3 separate regions of the Macaca mulatta genome follow, and all the other regions are linked to region 2. A link is a contact called in public Hi-C data. All regions are on one chromosome and are shown on one strand. The core of a region is the stretch at or near the end of the contact, and the rest is flanking DNA. Distances in the headings are between cores, read along the strand shown. Region 1 holds the start of SP9 (Sp9 transcription factor). Region 2 holds the start of SP3 (Sp3 transcription factor). Region 3 holds the start of OLA1 (Obg like ATPase 1).

Region 1 (2,701 bases), core at 77-2,576, 370 kb before region 2:
TGGAGCCGAGGTTGCAGCTGGACGAGGAGCGCTTCCAGGGGTGAAAGCCGCCTTTGGCGAAGGCGCTCGACTCCGGCAGCGTCGTCAGCGGGCTCGTGTTGCCGATCTTGTTGCAGGTCGCCGCTAGCATGGCCAACGGGGTCGTTCCGAAGCGCGGCTCTTCCTAAAGTGGGTAGGATGGGGGAGGGAGCAAGGAGGAGGAGGGCAGGAGGAAGTGGGGAAGAAAGAAAGTGCACCCGTGAGCAGCCTTGTCCCCTGCGGCTGCTCCCGGGGGGGCCCTAGCTCCCCGCCTCGCGCCTCCTCCCCACGCGCCCGCGGAAGAGTCACCGCACCGGGCGCGGGACAGTGGCCATCACCGCGGCGAAGGTCCGGGGGCCGGAAAGTTGCTCTTCGCTGAGGCTGTAAATCAAAGATGCCTCCGTGTTCCCCGCCTCAGTCGCTGCAACCCTGACTACAACCGGACTTGGGTTGTCGCGGTAAACCGGCTCCTCTCCCAGAAGACCCCAAGTCGCCCTTCGGGGTGACGCGCGAAGGTAAACACAGAGACCAGAGACAACAAACACCGGGCGAGGGCGGAGGCGGCCGAAACAGCAGCCAGGGACGGGCGAAACTTGCAGCACTCCCAGGGTGGCTACGACTTGACTTTTCTTTTTTAATAGAAAACGTTTGGTTTTAAAGTTTACACACACACAAACACAGCGATTATGAAAACAACAATCCGAGGATAAGCGGCCAGAGACGTATTTTCAAAGTCACGGGCGAACTGGGGAGCCGCGGAAATGTAAATATTTATTAGCGTGACTAGATGGACTGCAAAACGATTAAGACTGTTTTCTGGAAACACCACTGTCGCATAATTGCAACAAAATCCCCAAAGCAAGGCGGGGGGTGGGGTATAAATCACGAGGGGAAGAAAAGAAACCTCTAGCTTTTCTTTGAAACCAAGTAAAAAAGGACTTCATTAAGAAGGCCTTTTCTTGCAAAGGCATCTGCTGGGTTCCAAAAACTTGGGGAAAAAATCAGTCCCAGAAATGTGGCAAGTGCTAATAGAAGCTGAAGCTGCAGTCCAGCAGCAACAGTTTCTCGGGAGCCGCAGACCCCAGAAGCCATAACGAAAAATTACTCCGGTTAAAACAAGCAAATGCGTTGCCGCGCTTGCGACTTACCCCGAGTATAGACGTGGCCATAGCAGGTCTCTGGCTGCGCAGCGAGGCTGGGAGCGGGGCTGAGCCTGGCGGCTGCTCGGAAAAACTGCTTGGGTCCCGCGCGGCTCCCGCGTCCCCGCGCTCGCGCCGAGCGGACTCCGGGCTCCCGCCGGCTAAACTCAGCCTAAGTGAGAGGAGCACCCGCTTTGAAGTGCCGCTGGCTGCGCCTCTCACCCAATGAGGGCGCAGGCAGAGCAGACGGGAGCTGCCCCGCAGCCAATCAGACGCGCCGAGGGGCCCGGGCCCGGGCTCCCGGCGCGTGCCAGTCAAGTCGGCTAGCTAGGGCGGCGGGGGTGGAGGGGAGTAGGGGGGGATACTTGGGTGGGGGGCGAGGGCGGGCTGGGGACTGAAGAAATTACAGTGCAATTAAAAATTTGCACACACTCACGCACCAAGCCAGGTTTAAGTACCAATGAAACCGGGCCACAAGCACCCCCCCCCACACACACACAAACCACCCCGAGATGTTGCAAGTTAGGGCTGACAGTCCTACTCGACTCCCCACTTGTAGGAAAGGAGGCAGGAGAGGAGGAGACACCCAGACACAGCCCGCACCAGCAGGGCCCAAGTGGAGACGGAAATGTCAGCCCTCACTTTGTGTGTCCAGGCTCTTGCCTACAGAACACAACTTCAGCTTATATCTATCATTCTTGCTTGGGATTTTTTTTAAAAAATCATTTTCGTGTGTCTTCTACCCAATTCCTTATTCCACTAGATTCAATGTTACTCTCACAGTTATACTGGGGAGGGGGACACGAAGGGACAGTTCCTCCGAGAGGAGCGAAATAGGCCTCTCTGTACAGATCTACATCCACAGATTTGTTGGGAGGGCCTGGAGCCTGCTGCATCCCGCCATTTCCCCCCAGCGGTGTAAGTGACTTCCTAATTGTCGCTCTGGCCTCTGACCCGGGGGGTAATACAAGTGCCACTCACGCTAGAGGCTTCTGGTGGTAATTGAGGGCACCCTTTGTACGGTTTCGCCAGCGCTAAGATACCAGGTTAACCCAGTTGTCAAATATGACTAAACAGTGGGATGTGCTGATTATCTGCCGGGTTTTGCTGGGGGCTGGCGTGGGGGTGGGAGGCATCAGCCCATACAACACGCTGCACGAAGCCGCTTATTTTCACACTGTAACAACTTTGGAAACAGAGACCGGCGCGAGCGGCGTCCGCCCCCACCTCCACCTCCGCTGAAGCTGCAGCTTGCTCGGCTGTTTGTTTAACCCGGTGAAGATTTGCATGTCGCGTTTCATCCTGGAGTGGAATTTTCTTGTCCCAGCTCCAGCCCACTCCCACTCCAGACTGCCAAGGCCTAGAGTTTCGTCTGTAAGGCAAGTGCGCCGTGTTAAGAGGTGGGGTCCCCCTTACTGCCCTGCTTTCACGGACGTGCCCGAGAAATCTCTCCAGGATTTTCACCCGGGAAGGCGGAGGACCAGGCCACACGTGGGCGCCCCCACATTTTGCAGGCTGGAAGCATCCTGAAGTCCTCCCTGGAC
Region 2 (2,776 bases), core at 172-2,671:
ACTAACACTTTGCAAAAATGGTATGGCAATAGTGTAGAACATATCCCCACTCCTGAAAAAACAAACAAACAAAAAATCTGAAAATGCCTAAAATATCCTTTCTAGGGAAAGAGCTACCTTCCACCCAACAGATCCAGGTAGGAACAGAGTGATAATAGTGACTTCCCTTCCTCTCTCCCAGTCTACTTTTCACTTTTCACCTGTCCTGCTCTTCAGGGCACCCATCTCTTTTTCCCTTCCCCCCACCCCAAATCAGGTTATTTTGTGACTTTTATTTCCTTAAAAGTTTTTGTTGTAAAATAGTACACAGGTTATACCATTCAACTTTGAAGTTATTTTTCCAATTAAATGAGACTACAAGGTCTTACTATTAGGAGAGATGAACCTTATTCTTGGACTCAGAATTTTGAGTCTCGTTTCCGCATGTTTGTGGTTTTTAGGTCAATTCCCTAGAAATTCGATCTTTGTACAATTAAGAGCAAAGTAACCATACAATGTTTCTGATCCTGTGAGCATAGGCGGTTAACTGCTTTGGAACTGGGATGCAAACTCGCTATCTCACAAATGGATTACCTATTAAGTTAGTACACACAAAATCTAGTTGAAGTGCTTCACAACCTCATCCACCAGCACATCATCACATATCACACAAAATACAATCATCACAGTAATGGGAAAACTGATTCTTGAGCCAGATTTCTAAAAAAGAGGTATTGTGGACAGTGTTTCCACCTCTTGAATTTAACTTCTTTGTTGGCAACTATACTTGAAGGTAACAGGGAGAGATATCTCTTAGTTGGCAAAACACAGACATAAAACCTCAGCATTTTCCCCCAGGATGACAGCAAGATATCAAGGTTGCCAAAGAAGGAAGGAGTTTTAACCTAATCCAATGAGTGAAACAAGATTTTAAAATACAACAAAAATGTTCCAATGGGGGAAAAAAGGTACTTCACCAGTTCACGACTTTAAAAACGTTGGCAATGGTTGATGGGCTTGTTTCAGGAGATATCTGACTTGGTACCAAGAGGATTAAGAGGCTGGGGATAATACGTTTGTGCAGCAAAATGATTATGTGACTGACTTTTTAAAAAAACAGTATTCTGCCCCATTGGATACATACACATACCACAGGTAAAATGAAATATACTTTTAAGTGCCCGTTTTGGTGCCACTGGCCAAAATTAAAACTCTCCTTCCGTATGTGAGGTGACTTGAAATTTTTTTGCTTTAAATGCCTGCCTTCACGGTACGTGAAAGTGGGAGACCGGTTGGAAAGCTGGGGCTAAGGGGGCTGGGAGCGAGATGGCTGTCTGTGAATCAGAAAGCTGGATGTGTGTGAGAAAAATCCTCCTCCAGCCTCGGAGGGGGTGTCTCCCCTAATACCAGCTCCCTCCCCCCGGGCTCGTGGGGCGGGTCTGGTTTGCTCAGTAGCGGCAGCGGCCGCAGCAGCAGCCCCGGGGCTGAGCGGCGGTGCCCTCCTGGCAGCTCAGGCAAGCGGCGGCTCCAAGAGCGCGAGGCCCTGGGGAAATCCGGCCGAGGCTGCTGCCGGGATGGAGGTAGCCTCCAGTGGAGCCGGAGTCACCGGGGACGAATTTCCTCCCCAGCTCAGCTCCCCTACAGCTTGGCTAGGCCTGCTCCGAGCGCCTGCGAGGTGGAGGAGGCCTGCGCCTCGGGCCTGGCAGCGGCAGCCGGCGAGAGAGGCGGACACAGCGGGGTAACCGGCGAGCCGTAGCCGCTCTCGGAAACCTACGCTGCCACGGCCGCTCATTGTCTCGCCCCTTCCACCCGGGGGGCAAACAGGAAGCGCGCCGCCTGGCACAGCGACGGACGGGCGCCTGGACCAATGAGCACATCCGACGGAGAACACGGCGGCGAATGAGGGCCAAGAAGAGGGGCGGGAGTTCCGGGCAGGCTGTCACCCTCTTCCCCCCTTTTGGGCTGGAGGCTCCACCTTTTGTGTTTCCCGCACAGTCAATCAAAATAGGAAAAAAAAATCCCCGGACCGCTCCGGCCGTGTCCGCCGCCGCTTCCCGCATCCTCTCCCGCCGCCGCCGCCTTCGCTCCTCACCATGTGTAAGGCGGCGGGGAGCCCCGCCTGAGGTGCCCTAAACACACTATGACCGGTACGTAAAGCCGAGAGAGCAACCCTTGCTGCTGCCGCCGCCGCCGCTGCCGCCGACCACAGCCAGCCCGGGGCCGCTGCCGCCGGTCCTGGCCCCGTGTGTGCGACCGAGTGTCTGTGAGAGGCAGAAAGCTGCACTCCCCTGCGCCTCCCTCCCCTCCCCGCCAGCCACCGTCCACCCCCGAAGCCCCAGCAACGCCGTCTCCCCGCCAGGCCCCGGGGCGGGCGGCCCGGTCCGCCGGGAGCGCATCCCCCTGTGTGCGGGCGCGGGCGGGCGTGTGTGAGTGACTGACGGTGCGAGAGGAGCGAGCGCGAGTGAGAGCGAGCGGCGCGAAGGGAAAGGGGAGGAGAGGAGAGGGGGCAGGGGCAGCGCGGGGAGGAGGAGGAGGAGGGAAAGAGGAGGAGGAGGAGGGTTACAGGCAGCGGCGGGCGGGGGCAGCAGCAGGAGGGGAGGAGGGAGCCGCCGCCGCCGCCGCCGCCGCCGGGGGGCGGGTGGGGGAGGGGAAGGGGCCTGGGTCCGGGCTTTGGGAGTAATTTCGCCTCGGCCCGCGGGCCCCCTCCCTCTCCGCCACCCGCCTTCCTCCCCACCCCCACCCCCCCGCGCTGTGCCTGCAGCTCCCGAAAAGCCCGTGAAACAAGAGGAAATGGCTG
Region 3 (2,790 bases), core at 281-2,780, 290 kb before region 2:
GCTCTGTTGCTTAGGCTGGAGAGCTCTCAAGCTCATTATGCTCTCACCTCTCACCTTAGTGTAGAGAGAGAAAAACATCTGATACAGGTGATCATAGCTCACTGCAGCCTTGAGCTCTCAGGCTCAAGCCGTCCTCTCACCTCAGCCTCCTGAGAAGCTGGGACTACAGGTATGTGCCACCAATCCCAGCTAATTTTTTTTTGTTTTTATTGGTAGAGATGGTGTCTCACCACGTTGTCCAGGTTGTTCTCCAACTCCTAGGCTCAACTGGTCCTCCTATCTTGGCCTCCCAAAGTGCTGGGATTACGGCCAGATTTTCAGTTAGATTGGGGTTTGAAATATGCTGCTGCCATGTGCTAGCTGTGTGACTTCATCCAAATTAATCAACCTTTCTGATATTGTTCCCTCACTTGTAACATGAGGATAGCAACCAGTTTATATCCTTTAATATTAATAGCAACTAATCCCTTTAAAAGGAGCTTCTAGTGTCACAATTTTTGGACAGGTATTATATTCATTACAACAAAACCTGAATGGCATCTGAAGGCCAGGACCTAAATGAAAGAATTCCTTCTCCAGTGGCTCTCATGGTGTTGACATGGTGTGGGTGAGATGGGATGAAATCCTAATATTAACAACAGAGACTATTCACAAGCCTTTTCTGTATGTGCTGGGTACTGTTGTTACGAGCTCAACACGCATTGTCTCATTTTATCCTCACACGAATAACCTCATAAGGTGGTCTCAATAGCCTCATTTTATCCAGAACGAAACTGAAGTACAGCGAAGTTAATTTGTCTAGGGTCACACAGTCAATGAGTGGCGGAATCCAGATTGGAAATCCCCCAATTTCAAAGGCACCTGCTCTCAACCACCAAGAGGAAAAGGGAGGAAATTGGCTCAATTAAACGCATTCTGTGATCCAGTACCTGTGTGCGACGCTTTAACTATAAGGCGAAGAAGAAATCCTTAGACTAAAGTTTCCCTTAGCCCCTTTTCCTTCAAGAACGTTTAGTTAACAGCTTATCTCCGCACGGACTGAGCGAATAAACTTATAGGAAAAGGGAGATGGGCTAGCGGCCAAGCGGTCCCCGGGGCTGGTGTGGCTGTTTGCCTGACTTCAGGCGCCCCGGATCTCCCGGAGGGAAGTCAGGGCCCAAGGCGCTTCGCAGTCCAGCTGGGGAAGCGCGGGGCTGCAGGCCCGCGAGTGAACATGAGCAGGTAACCCAGGCCGCGCAGCTGGGCGGAAGCGGAGACCTAGAACCGAGAAGCCCATGTGCTAAAGCGGAAGACTAGAGCTCCCGGGAATGGCCTGGTCAGCGCCTTGCCCCTCTCCAGCCCTTGCGTCAGTCGCGAGGCTCCTCCCACCCTGGGCTCCTCCGGCCCTGCTCCCGCCTCCCCGGCCTGTCGGGCCAATGGGCGGGGCGCGCGGGCAAAACGGGGAGGGGCGGGGCCCATGGCCTGCGCGCAGGTGCCGCTCGGCGCCCGGCCCGCCCGTTCCGCCGCTGCCGCCGCCGTCGTGCGTGCCGCTCGGCGGATGGGCCGGGCCTGCGTTCTCTCCTCCTTCCTCCCCGCCTCCGGCTGCCGGCAGGACCTTTCTCTAGCTGCCGCTGGGACCCCGTGTCATCGCCCAGGCCGAGCACGGTGAGGCCCTCAGGGAGCCCGGGGGCGCGATCTCTGCCAGGTCTTCGGTGCCCGGGCTCATTGCCCTGAGGCTGGCGCGAGGCCCGGGCCCAGTGGCCAAGATGGGGCCAGGGCAGCGGGTGGCGTGGGGGTGTGTGGATGAATGAGGCGCTGTCGGACTAGGCCGCGAGTCGGGAGATCGGCCTAACCTCACGCGGGAAAACCCTGGGGAAAGCCTTCTCCCGAGGCCGGGACGCCCGGTGACCCCGTCCGGAGAGGAGGATGGGGGTGGGGCCCACTTTGGGTGGGCTGCCGGCCACCCCTCGGTAGGCCAGAGGACCCGACAGGCGCTGTTCATGTGTCTGTTCTTTGGAGGCCTGGGGGTTGGCCAGGAACAGGTGTCAGGACGCTGAGAAGGGAAATTCCTGGCGCTCGGGGTCAGGGATCAGAGGCTGGAATACTACTACGAGGGCTTGGCCTCAGCGTGGTCCTAGGAGATACAACTCTCAGCCAGAATAGAGGGACAGTTTTAGTTCCCAGCTTCTGAGACGTGAGCTTAGCGGTCCTTGTGATTTCACTTTGCAGTACAAGAGTGGGACTAATTCTGCACGCATGATTTGGAGACAGAACTAGTAAGGGACAGAGAAAGTTTCTACTTGTAAATAAAAAGTTCCATCGATTAATTTACGATTAGAAATAGTAACCATAGTGTAGATTATGGAGGTTCCTTATGAGGACTGATGAGCCGTACCTTCAGTGCCAAAGGTGGCAGGGACTTGGTGGAAGGACCCCAGTATCTGGTGGGTGTTCATCTATGTGAAAATGGGGATTGTGGGCGAATGGGAAGGATAAGATTCCAGATTATAGAGGAATGGTTTTGTGTGAAGGGTGACTTGGTTGCTGGTGGTTCCAGATGGAATTTTCTTTGACTCTCATCTATGTACGTGCTTCCAAATGCTTTCATTCATATAACCATGTATCAGGTTAAGAAATAAAGTGTTTTGTGAGCAGTCTGGATGGAAGATTGGTAGCTAAACTCTTAGTTTATCTTTGATTCCTGGTGCCACAAAGATTTTATTTATTTATTTGAAACAGGGCCTCGCTTTGTCGCTCAGGCAGAGCCCAGGGGCGTGATCTCCGCGCAGTGCAACCTCCGCCTCTCGGGTT

The links. Hi-C and Micro-C count contacts between places; a contact is called where the count stands out from the background.
Region 1: a Hi-C map of fetal cortex germinal zone shows a contact between it and region 2, with 3 times the contacts expected there. The contact joins the promoter of SP9 here to the promoter of SP3 in region 2. A contact is called at or near these places in 3 of 14 Hi-C or Micro-C datasets (fetal cortex germinal zone, fetal cortical plate and liver).
Region 3: a contact with region 2 is called in a Hi-C map of fetal cortex germinal zone, with 2.2 times the contacts expected there. The contact joins the promoter of OLA1 here to the promoter of SP3 in region 2. A contact is called at or near these places in 2 of 14 Hi-C or Micro-C datasets (fetal cortex germinal zone and fetal cortical plate).

The regions. Positions count from the first base shown.
Region 1 is chr12:79,235,677-79,238,377 of T2T-MMU8v2.0, reverse strand. It overlaps SP9 (Sp9 transcription factor), which reads right to left and starts at 1,326. Exons shown (of 2, transcript XM_015110389.3): 1 at 1,167-1,326; 2 at 1-163. The coding sequence starts at 1,187.
Region 2 is chr12:78,865,575-78,868,350 of T2T-MMU8v2.0, reverse strand. SP3 (Sp3 transcription factor) reads left to right here and starts at 1,421. Exons shown (of 7, transcript XM_077957216.1): 1 at 1,421-2,440; 2 at 2,741-2,776. The coding sequence starts at 2,770.
Region 3 is chr12:79,150,742-79,153,531 of T2T-MMU8v2.0, reverse strand. It overlaps OLA1 (Obg like ATPase 1), which reads left to right and starts at 1,530. Exons shown (of 11, transcript NM_001266628.2): 1 at 1,530-1,644.